Linked DNA regions of Triticum aestivum: region 1 is linked to region 2. The links are chromatin contacts, called in public Hi-C maps. All regions are on one chromosome and are shown on one strand. The core of a region is the stretch at or near the end of the contact, and the rest is flanking DNA. Distances in the headings are between cores, read along the strand shown.

Region 1 (4,381 bases), core at 9-2,508, 620 kb before region 2:
GTCTCGACCGCCTTCAAAGCCCCAGATCCAGCCGCCTAGATCCGGCGACCAACCGCAGCAACAGTGCCACCGTGGGATCCCTGGCGCACCGGCCACTGCCTGAGTGTGCCACCACTGGAGCCCAGGAGGAGGGCTCCCACCCTGCCTCGCCAAGCCGCGAGAGCCGCCGAGAAGGATCCTGCGCGCTCGTCACCGTCTCTGATTCGAACCAATCCAAAGCAGATCGCCGTCACAGATCCGCCTTGGACAGGGACTGCACCATGCCATGCCGCCGCGAGAAGCCCTAGCTTCACCAGCAGCCACCCTCCAGGGCCGCCGCCCCGGGATCCAGACAGAACCTCGCCGCTGCAACCGGCGAAGTTCCGCCACCGCCGACCGGCCACTGCGACCTCCGCCGCCATGCCGCCGACGGATCTGGACGAGGATAGCCATCCTCCCCGAGGACACACGCCGCAGCCTCTTCTCCGCGTACTTGCACGAGAAGCCACCGTGGCCGCGTCCCCACCCCTCGCCGGATGCCGCGCACGTGCCGCCCCGCCGCCGGCGAAGGCCGCCGCCACGAGGAGACCCGCACGCAGCCGCCACACAGCTCGGCGTCGACCCATCTGCAGCCGCGCCATGGGCTTGCCGCCGTCAAGATCGTCGCCGCCGCGCCGCCAGGATCTGCGCGCCCCGGCGCCTCCGCTCGGCCTGGCCGCTCCCGCAGGCCACGAACACGAGGAGGGGAGAAGGCCCCCGCCGCCAGCCACCGCGGGGGGCTTTGCCCTGGCGGCTCTGGCCGGCGGCGGCGGGGAAGGGGAGGAGGAGGAGGGCTAGCGGCAAGGGGTGGCGGCGCCACCCGTGTCGCCCGCGGGAGGAGCGACGCGGGGGCTATGTTTTGTGCTGCTTCGAGTGATACCCGCAACAATCTAACAAAATAATTTATAACATGGAAGTAGGACGCTAAAAGGGTTAGATCGTGAAATACTTTCATGTCGAGTTTACTTTGTGGCAAAGATTGCTGAAAAGGTCACAACAGTGATTTCGACGGCGATTGTGGTGCGAGTACCTTTCGTTGTTGCCGACGAGGAAACGGTGCGAAGTCGTGGATGATGACGCTGCTCGTTGGGGGTGTGGGCATGCACAGGCACGGCACAGAGCGCGCGCACACACACGCTCCTCGTTGGACCGGATCTTGGCGTTCGTTTGGTTTCCTCGAGAAACCCTAACCTCGAAGCGCCTTCCGAAAAAGGGGGCTCTCGCGCGCGCGCAAAGACAAACGGGCGGGGCCCCGCACTTCGTGGAGTGGACTATCCGTATCAGGAAAAGGCACAGGAACGAGTAGCCTCACAGGTCAGATCATCATCCCGGGCATGCGGTATCGATCGTGGGGCGGTGGGATTCTTAGTAGGTCGATCGTACGGCCCACCGGCGCAGGAAAAAAAATCCTATACGACCTGGTCATACGCAGCTGAATGGGAGACCCTCTCCCCCGTTTGACAGCTGGCAATACGAATCTCAAAGCAGTGGCCATCTCATTCCCCACTTTGTCGTTCCCAAATCGCGATTCTTGTAGCCAGTCCGATCTATCCAAACTCCAGCCGCCGGTGTACTCCTCGACGCCGGCCATGCTCCTGGCGCCTCTACTTGCGGCACGGCCGGCGTATAACGCAAGCTGCATGCCACTTGGCCGTGGCCATGCTTCTTGCCGGCGGTGTGTCACTCGCTGTTTCTCGGCATCGGGGTTCACTACATGACTCAGCCAGCAAGTCCCCTGTTATTGTTGGTGTGTGCTGGAAAAAATTGAAAAAAGGCAGCTCTCATTTATTTTTCTGTAATGGAGTTCGTTGCCATGGCCGACTACACAGCTCGGCCGCCGTCGACAATACTGTTAGTACCTTGTGCAGTTCGTCGCCATGGCTTACTTCGCGCGTGACGTAGCAGATGTCGCACGGCCACCGCCGGCGAGGGATAGTCCGCACAGGCATATCGAAGAGGATGGCGTCGTGCCGCACGGCCGCCGCCGGCGAGGGGTAGTCCGCGCAGGCATATCGAAGAGGACGGCGTCGTGCCGCACGGCCGCCCCAGCGAGGGGTCGTCAAATAAAGAACAGATGGGAATCAGGAAGAATAGGGATAACAGAGGCACTGGTGCTTTGAGATTGATGTATACACGTGTCACGAATCGGAGGGGGTCTCGTCTGCGGGAGCGTACGACCTGGGTCGTATAAGATTTTCTTCCACCGGCGCATGCACCACCAACAGTGCTGTGCATGACGACGCTACGTCGGGCTGGACCGCTGGAGGAGCATCCGATGTTGGCCCGTTCGGGACAGTTTTCCACCCTGCCTGCCCTACGGGCGCCTCCTCGCCTCGTCGCGTCGCCGGACGACGGACCGCACCGCGTGCACGCACACCCCCTGCCGGTGCGTGGTGCCGGTCCTCGGGCAGGGGCCCGACACGACACGAGCTGGCACACGGCTCGTAAATTCGCCAGCCCCATGGTACTCCCGCATCTACATGCCATGCCTGCCCGGGAGAGAAACCAACAAACTGTACTCCCCAACTCACAAGAAAAAGAAGACTGTGCTCTCCGGAGGAGGAGGAAGATGGAAACCGCGCGTAGGATCTTCGGCTTAGGGCCGAGTCAAACAGCTCGACGCGAGCGCCACTGGACCACGCGCAGCTCCTGCTCCTCCTGCCGTCCATGTGTGAACTGATCGACGTGATTACTGTGGCTAGCTGCCATGCCAGAGCGTCTGGCTGAGGTCGTAGCCGGCCCGGAAGGCGCCGGCACGCGCCCGGGTCCGCGCTCGGGCGCAGGACGTGTGCTCGCCTTTTCGGCGCGATCGCCGCAACTCGATCCGCCGGGACCTCGACCACGGCGACCTGTGCGCCAGCTCGTGCAGCCGCAGCGGTGGCCTGCCCTGGGACTGGGGCTGGGGACTAGCAGCTAGCTCATGCACGCGCCAAACCCCAGGAGAGGGAGAGCACGCGGTGATTGAAGTTGAACTGCACGCCGAGATCGACCGACCGTCTCATCTCACCTCATGCCGTACAGTTTAGAGAGTTCGTCAAAAACGCGGAGAGAAACAAGATCTAGCTGAAGCTCTCTCAAGCCTGAGCCGCACTGCGTACCTTCTTTGTTACATATCCCTGAAGTTAATATGGAGTGGCCGCACTTCATCAAAGTTCAAGCCTGGTACGTACATACGGCGGTACGGGTACGAGCGCATCATATATTCCATTCCCATGGCGGTGTACGTACTCACTCTACTCCTGCTTATACGGACCTACCAGATGTATCCCTGCTGGTGCAGTGCTGCACTGCACTGCTCTCGATCGGCATTTGACTTGTGTCGTCGAAATCAATCAATGAGCAGTGCTGCGAGTAGCGGCTAGGCTAGGCTGGTCCATGCGTGAGCTCACACGCTCACGCTTCAAGTCTCGCACGACACGGCGCAGGGCTTGCGTCGTCCGTCCGATCCAATGGACCGCAGCGTGTACGTACAAGTGCTCCTAGCAGCTAGGCTGGGCACGTAACGCAACGTATATGTACGGGGACCGTGGTCCTTGCGTTTTTTTTCATGCAGTTTGTGCTGCTAACTTAATGGGCACCGCTACGCGTCCCTCGTACGCTAATGTAAAATGATCGGCCGCCTCGCCGGCCGTTGGACGGAGCCTGGTTAGCCGACCGATCTATCCCGCGTGCAGCATCAGCCTTTGTAACAAGTCTAGTGTTGCGCTCGGCTCTCTACAACAAGAGTCGTGTTGCAATCTCTCCGAGCCGTTTTTCCCTCCCCGTTGTAATATATCCGAATTGTCTTCTTCCTTTTGAAATATGGTGCAACCGCAATGAAATCCCCAAAATCAGCTACCGCTGGCCGTTGGCGCCATCGCAATACCGCTTGTGTTGCAGCTATTGCAATCGCAACTTGGCCTGTGTTGCGACCGCAACAAAATCCCTTTTGCGCCGAGCACGTCGCCACTCACCACAATAGAGCACAAAGATTTTGGAGTAGCACCCCATCCATTGTTGCAGAAGCATGTCAGAGTAGCGCGCCGCTCACGTGTTGCAGAAGATGGGCCCCTCTCGCAGCAATGGCGCGGTGGATGACTTGATGTGGATCTCGATGAGAGATGCACGGGGAGCTGCGCCTTGGCTCACATGCTGCGTCCAGGGGAAGTGTGTGTGATGACGGAGCTTAGCGGCGAGGGAGAGGATGATGCGCCTGAAGGAGTGGATGTGGTGGTGGCCTCGCAGGATGTGGAGAGGCTGTGTGCAGTCAAGGTGAAGAATGGTTGAGCTATTCTTGATGATGGGGATAAGGTGAGGATGGAACTATCATGGGCCCCACCAGGACACGCGTCGAGCGAACGAAGCAGTCAACGTCGTGTTGCAG
Region 2 (4,006 bases), core at 222-2,721:
GGGGGCGAGGAGGAGCATGATGAGGATGACGGACCTCCACCCACTCAGCCAACCCAGGACAAAAGGGAGAAACAACCAAAAAAGCAATGAAATAGTCCATCCCCGTTTCAGCGTCCTCCTTGCCGCGCAACAGCAGCGCAAGAGACTCGCTCGAAGAGAAACAAGGAGTGCATCGCCAAGAGGGGGAGGAAGACTTAGTGATAAAACTATTTGCTTTGTGTTAAGATGTGAACAAGAACTTGTTGGCCATGTTGAACTACTCGTTATCGTCGATTTGCTAAACTATTTGTTATGTTGGGCATGTAAACCTATTTGCTATGTTTGATATGTTGAAATATCCTTTATTTCGATGTGTGATGTATATATTGATGTGTGAGATCCTAATTTTGATTTGCAAACTATATTATACCGTGTAATGAATTTTTTGAACTGAATGATCAAGTTTTGCAAAAAAATAAAATGAGACAGGACCGTACCGCCATAGTCCCTAGCGGTAGGGTTGCACACTGTACCGCAAAACAATACGAAGTTCTGGAAACAATAGCGACGCCCACTACCGCTGAGCTCAATGGCGGTAGGTAGCACTGCCTACCGCATAATTTCTTCCCTTCCTAACAACAATACCGGTTTTTGGAGGGGGGGTTTTTTTTTTGGAGAGGGCGTGGATTGCTTCCGCCCTACTACCAGACTCGTCGGCGGTATGGTTTACCTTGGCGGTAGGCCGTTAAGCCACGTTAGCCCATCCAACGACCGTCGTCGACTGCCGTTAAACCTACTGCCGGGGTTCCCGTCGGTAGGCTGTGTATCCTACCGACATCCACCCCAGCAGTAGAAAAAAGGGTCAGATCCTATTTTTTTTTCCGAATCAGGTTCAGTTTTGCTTAACTTTTTCAATTGGATCAAAACACTGAATTTGGCCGCTACAGGAGGCTCGCTCGGTTAAGATGGGCGGGGACTGGGGAGACATGGGCGTACTTGGGGTCAATGGGGCAAGCAAATACGCCACGGCGCGTGCAGTTATTGCGGTTGCTGGATCGGTAGGTCGCTCGCTGCAGGGCGAGAATTGGAGCGGGGCGCAATTAAGGAAGCTAGCCAGCCAGTGCACGCCATGCACACAGAGACAGAACACGGCAGCAATGGCGGATTTGATCAGGGTTTGGGTTTGGGTTTTGGAGGCTGCTGGTGTGGGCAGCAATGGCAATGGCAATGCCATCATCCCATGGTACTGCAGCCTTCCCGTGGGAGCGCGGTGCCGAGACATGGCCCTGTCGGTGGGCAGCGCAGGGCATGGGCTTCTTCCTCCCCTCCAAACCTCTCTCCAAAAACCACCGGCTCACCGCTCCGTGGAGTGATGCACAGTGCAGTGGCGTAGTACCACCACGGCCACGAGAGTAGACTCCTTCAAACAAGCCCCACTCCCAGCAGCGGCCGCTGTCTCTCTCCCGTCACCTCGCCAACCCCTTTGCCCTGGCCCTCGTTCTCCCCCCTCCCTGGCCCTGCTCGCCCCCGTTTCTTTCTTTTGAGAAGCTTGGATAGATAAGATGGCCTAGTGAGAGAGATAGATAGGATAGCTAGCTCTCTCCCAAGGAGACATTCCCCGCTTTATGGATGCCATGTGGTTACTGCCACCCTCCTTAATGACCATCGCTAACCCAGCCATGCCATACCACCGTGTAGTCTAGGTGTATCCCTCCTCCGTTAAGCTCAGCTCTTTCCCCCTTGAGGCCAACACCCCCCTCCCAGCTCCACCACAAACCTAGCCACAACTATAAGGTTCCCACTTAGAAGTTAGAACAAGTCACAACACAGCACGCCCCAACAACCCCACCGCCCAAGAACACGCCACAGGAAAGAGAAGAATCTCAGCTCCGTCCTAATCGCACCGGCGACAACGCGGGCGAGCGAGCTAGCTCCGGCGAGGCCGGAGACGCCCATGGAGTACAAGAGGTCATCGCATGTGGAGGAGGACGAGGAGCTGGAGGAGGAGGAGGAAGAGGAGGAGGACGATGAGGAGGAGGAGGAGGAAGAGGACGAGGAGGGGGCGATGAGGGACCGTCGGCACCAGCACCAGCACCCGCACCATCATCGCCACCACTACACCACGGCGCCGGCCACGGCCGCGCCCCCGCTGCACCTGCACATGCAGGGGCAGGCTCCCCAGGTTCTTGGCTCGCCTGCCGCGGCTGCCTCTTCGCCCTCCTCCTTGATGGAGGCGGCGGCTTTCTCCAGGCCTCTCTTGCCTCCCAACTCCTCCCTTGTCTCCTCGCCGCCGCCGCCGCCGCAGGCGCCGCCCGGCTTCCTCCTGCCTCAGCACCAGCATCCCCACCGGAGAAGGGTGGACAGGGAGAGGGAGAAGGAGAGGACGGTGGAGGCGCCTGGGGAGGCCCACCGCCAGCAGCAGCAGCCGCAGCCGCAGCACCAGCGCCATCAGGAGCCGCAGCCGCAGCGCCATCAGGAGCCGGCGAGAAATGGCGTGCTCGGTGGTGGCGCCATGCCTCCCCCGCCGCCTACGCTTGCCATCGTGACCGGCGGCGCCACAAGGGCGGCAGGCGAGCACGGTGGCGCCTCGGGGCCGGAGCCGCTGCCGTGGAGGTACAGGGAGTGCCTGCGGAACCACGCCGCGCGGATGGGCGCGCACGTGCTCGACGGCTGCGGCGAGTTCATGCCGTCCCCGGGCGACGGGCCCGCCGCGCTGGCCTGCGCCGCGTGCGGCTGCCACCGCAGCTTCCACCGCCGGGAGCCGGTGGTGGTGGTCCCCTCGCCCTCGCCCTCGCCAGCCTCCGCCGTGGTGTCCCCCTCCGCGACCCCAGCCGGCGCCAACTCCCGGCTCATGCCGCTCCTCCTCGCCCCGCCGCACATGCAGCAGAAGCGCCCGCACGTCCCGGCGTCCCCGATGTCCGCGCCCGCCGCGCTGGCCGAGTCCTCGAGCGAGGAGCTGCGCGCCCCGCCGCCGCCGCCCCCTCCGCCCCACTCGCAGGCGCAGGCGGCCGCGGGCGGGTCGGCCTCCGCGCCCCCGGCGCCGAGCAAGAAGCGGTTCCGGACCAAGTTCACGCCGGAGCAGAAGGAGCGCATGCTGGAGTTCGCGCACCGCGTGGGCTGGCGCGTGCAGAAGCCCGACGGCGGCGTGGTGGACGCCTTCTGCGCGCAGGTCGGCGTGCCCCGCCGCGTGCTCAAGGTGTGGATGCACAACAACAAGCACCTCGCCAAGACCCCGGCCACGTCCCCGCAGCCGCTGCCGCCGCTCCACCACGACCCTAGCCCTCCTCCCCACCACCAGCACCAGCACCACCCAGCGCCGCCCCACCACCAGCAGCAGCAGCACGGTGCATGAGCCAGCGAGCAGCAGCAGCACGACGCTAGAGGATGCATTAGCCATTAGCATTTTTATCATTTCTCCCGTGTAATTCCCGTAACCTCATCGTTGTCAGGTGTTAACCCGTGCGTCGGCAGTCACTTAGGAGGGAGTAGACCAGTAATGTGGGAAGAGGTAGCCTGAACCCTGAGACGGCATGCATGCATTCATTCCTTCTTCCTCTTGCTCATTGCTCTCGTCTCATGGATAAATAACAATGGTTAGGTTAGCACGGTGAGAGACAACTGCTTCTTGCTTAGATCCTACTACTACATTAGAGATTTTGGGGCCTCTTTCTCTCTCTTCTCTCTGATAGTGCTGTGGTGCATGCGTGCCTGTGCTTGCTTGGATGTATGCAGTTGCAGTGGCATTTCTTGATGCAATTGCAGCGGCACTGCCATTGCCAATGCACCCGCCCTTCTTGGCTTGGGCACTCGTTGCTTTTTGACTTTGCTTTTCGGGCTTGTTGGATTCCCTTTGGCAGAGGGGCATTGTGTTGTGGTGTGTGCTGCATGCATTGGGGTGAGGGAGGGGCCCTGTGGTTGCTTGCTTGGAATGTACTTAGGCGTGGGGGTTTGTCATTTGGTGTGCAAAGTACAATTAAGGAGGGGGTCATTACAGGATTGTTCCTAAGCTCCTGCCCTAGCTTTCTGC

Evidence for each region. A called contact is a pair of places that touch in the nucleus more often than the background predicts.
Region 1: a contact with region 2 is called in a Hi-C map of leaf, with 8 times the contacts expected there. The contact joins the promoter of LOC123141683 here to the promoter of LOC123145227 in region 2. A contact is called at or near these places in 5 of 5 Hi-C or Micro-C datasets (leaf, root and an unstated tissue).

The regions. Positions count from the first base shown.
Region 1 is chr6D:379,677,529-379,681,909 of IWGSC CS RefSeq v2.1, reverse strand. LOC123141683 reads right to left here and starts at 1,258. Exons shown (of 2, transcript XM_044560769.1): 1 at 1,049-1,258; 2 at 1-908. The coding sequence starts at 620. The coding sequence ends at 36.
Region 2 is chr6D:379,061,870-379,065,875 of IWGSC CS RefSeq v2.1, reverse strand. LOC123145227 (zinc-finger homeodomain protein 7-like) reads left to right here and starts at 1,471. Exons shown (of 1, transcript XM_044564600.1): 1 at 1,471-3,797. The coding sequence starts at 1,934. The coding sequence ends at 3,331.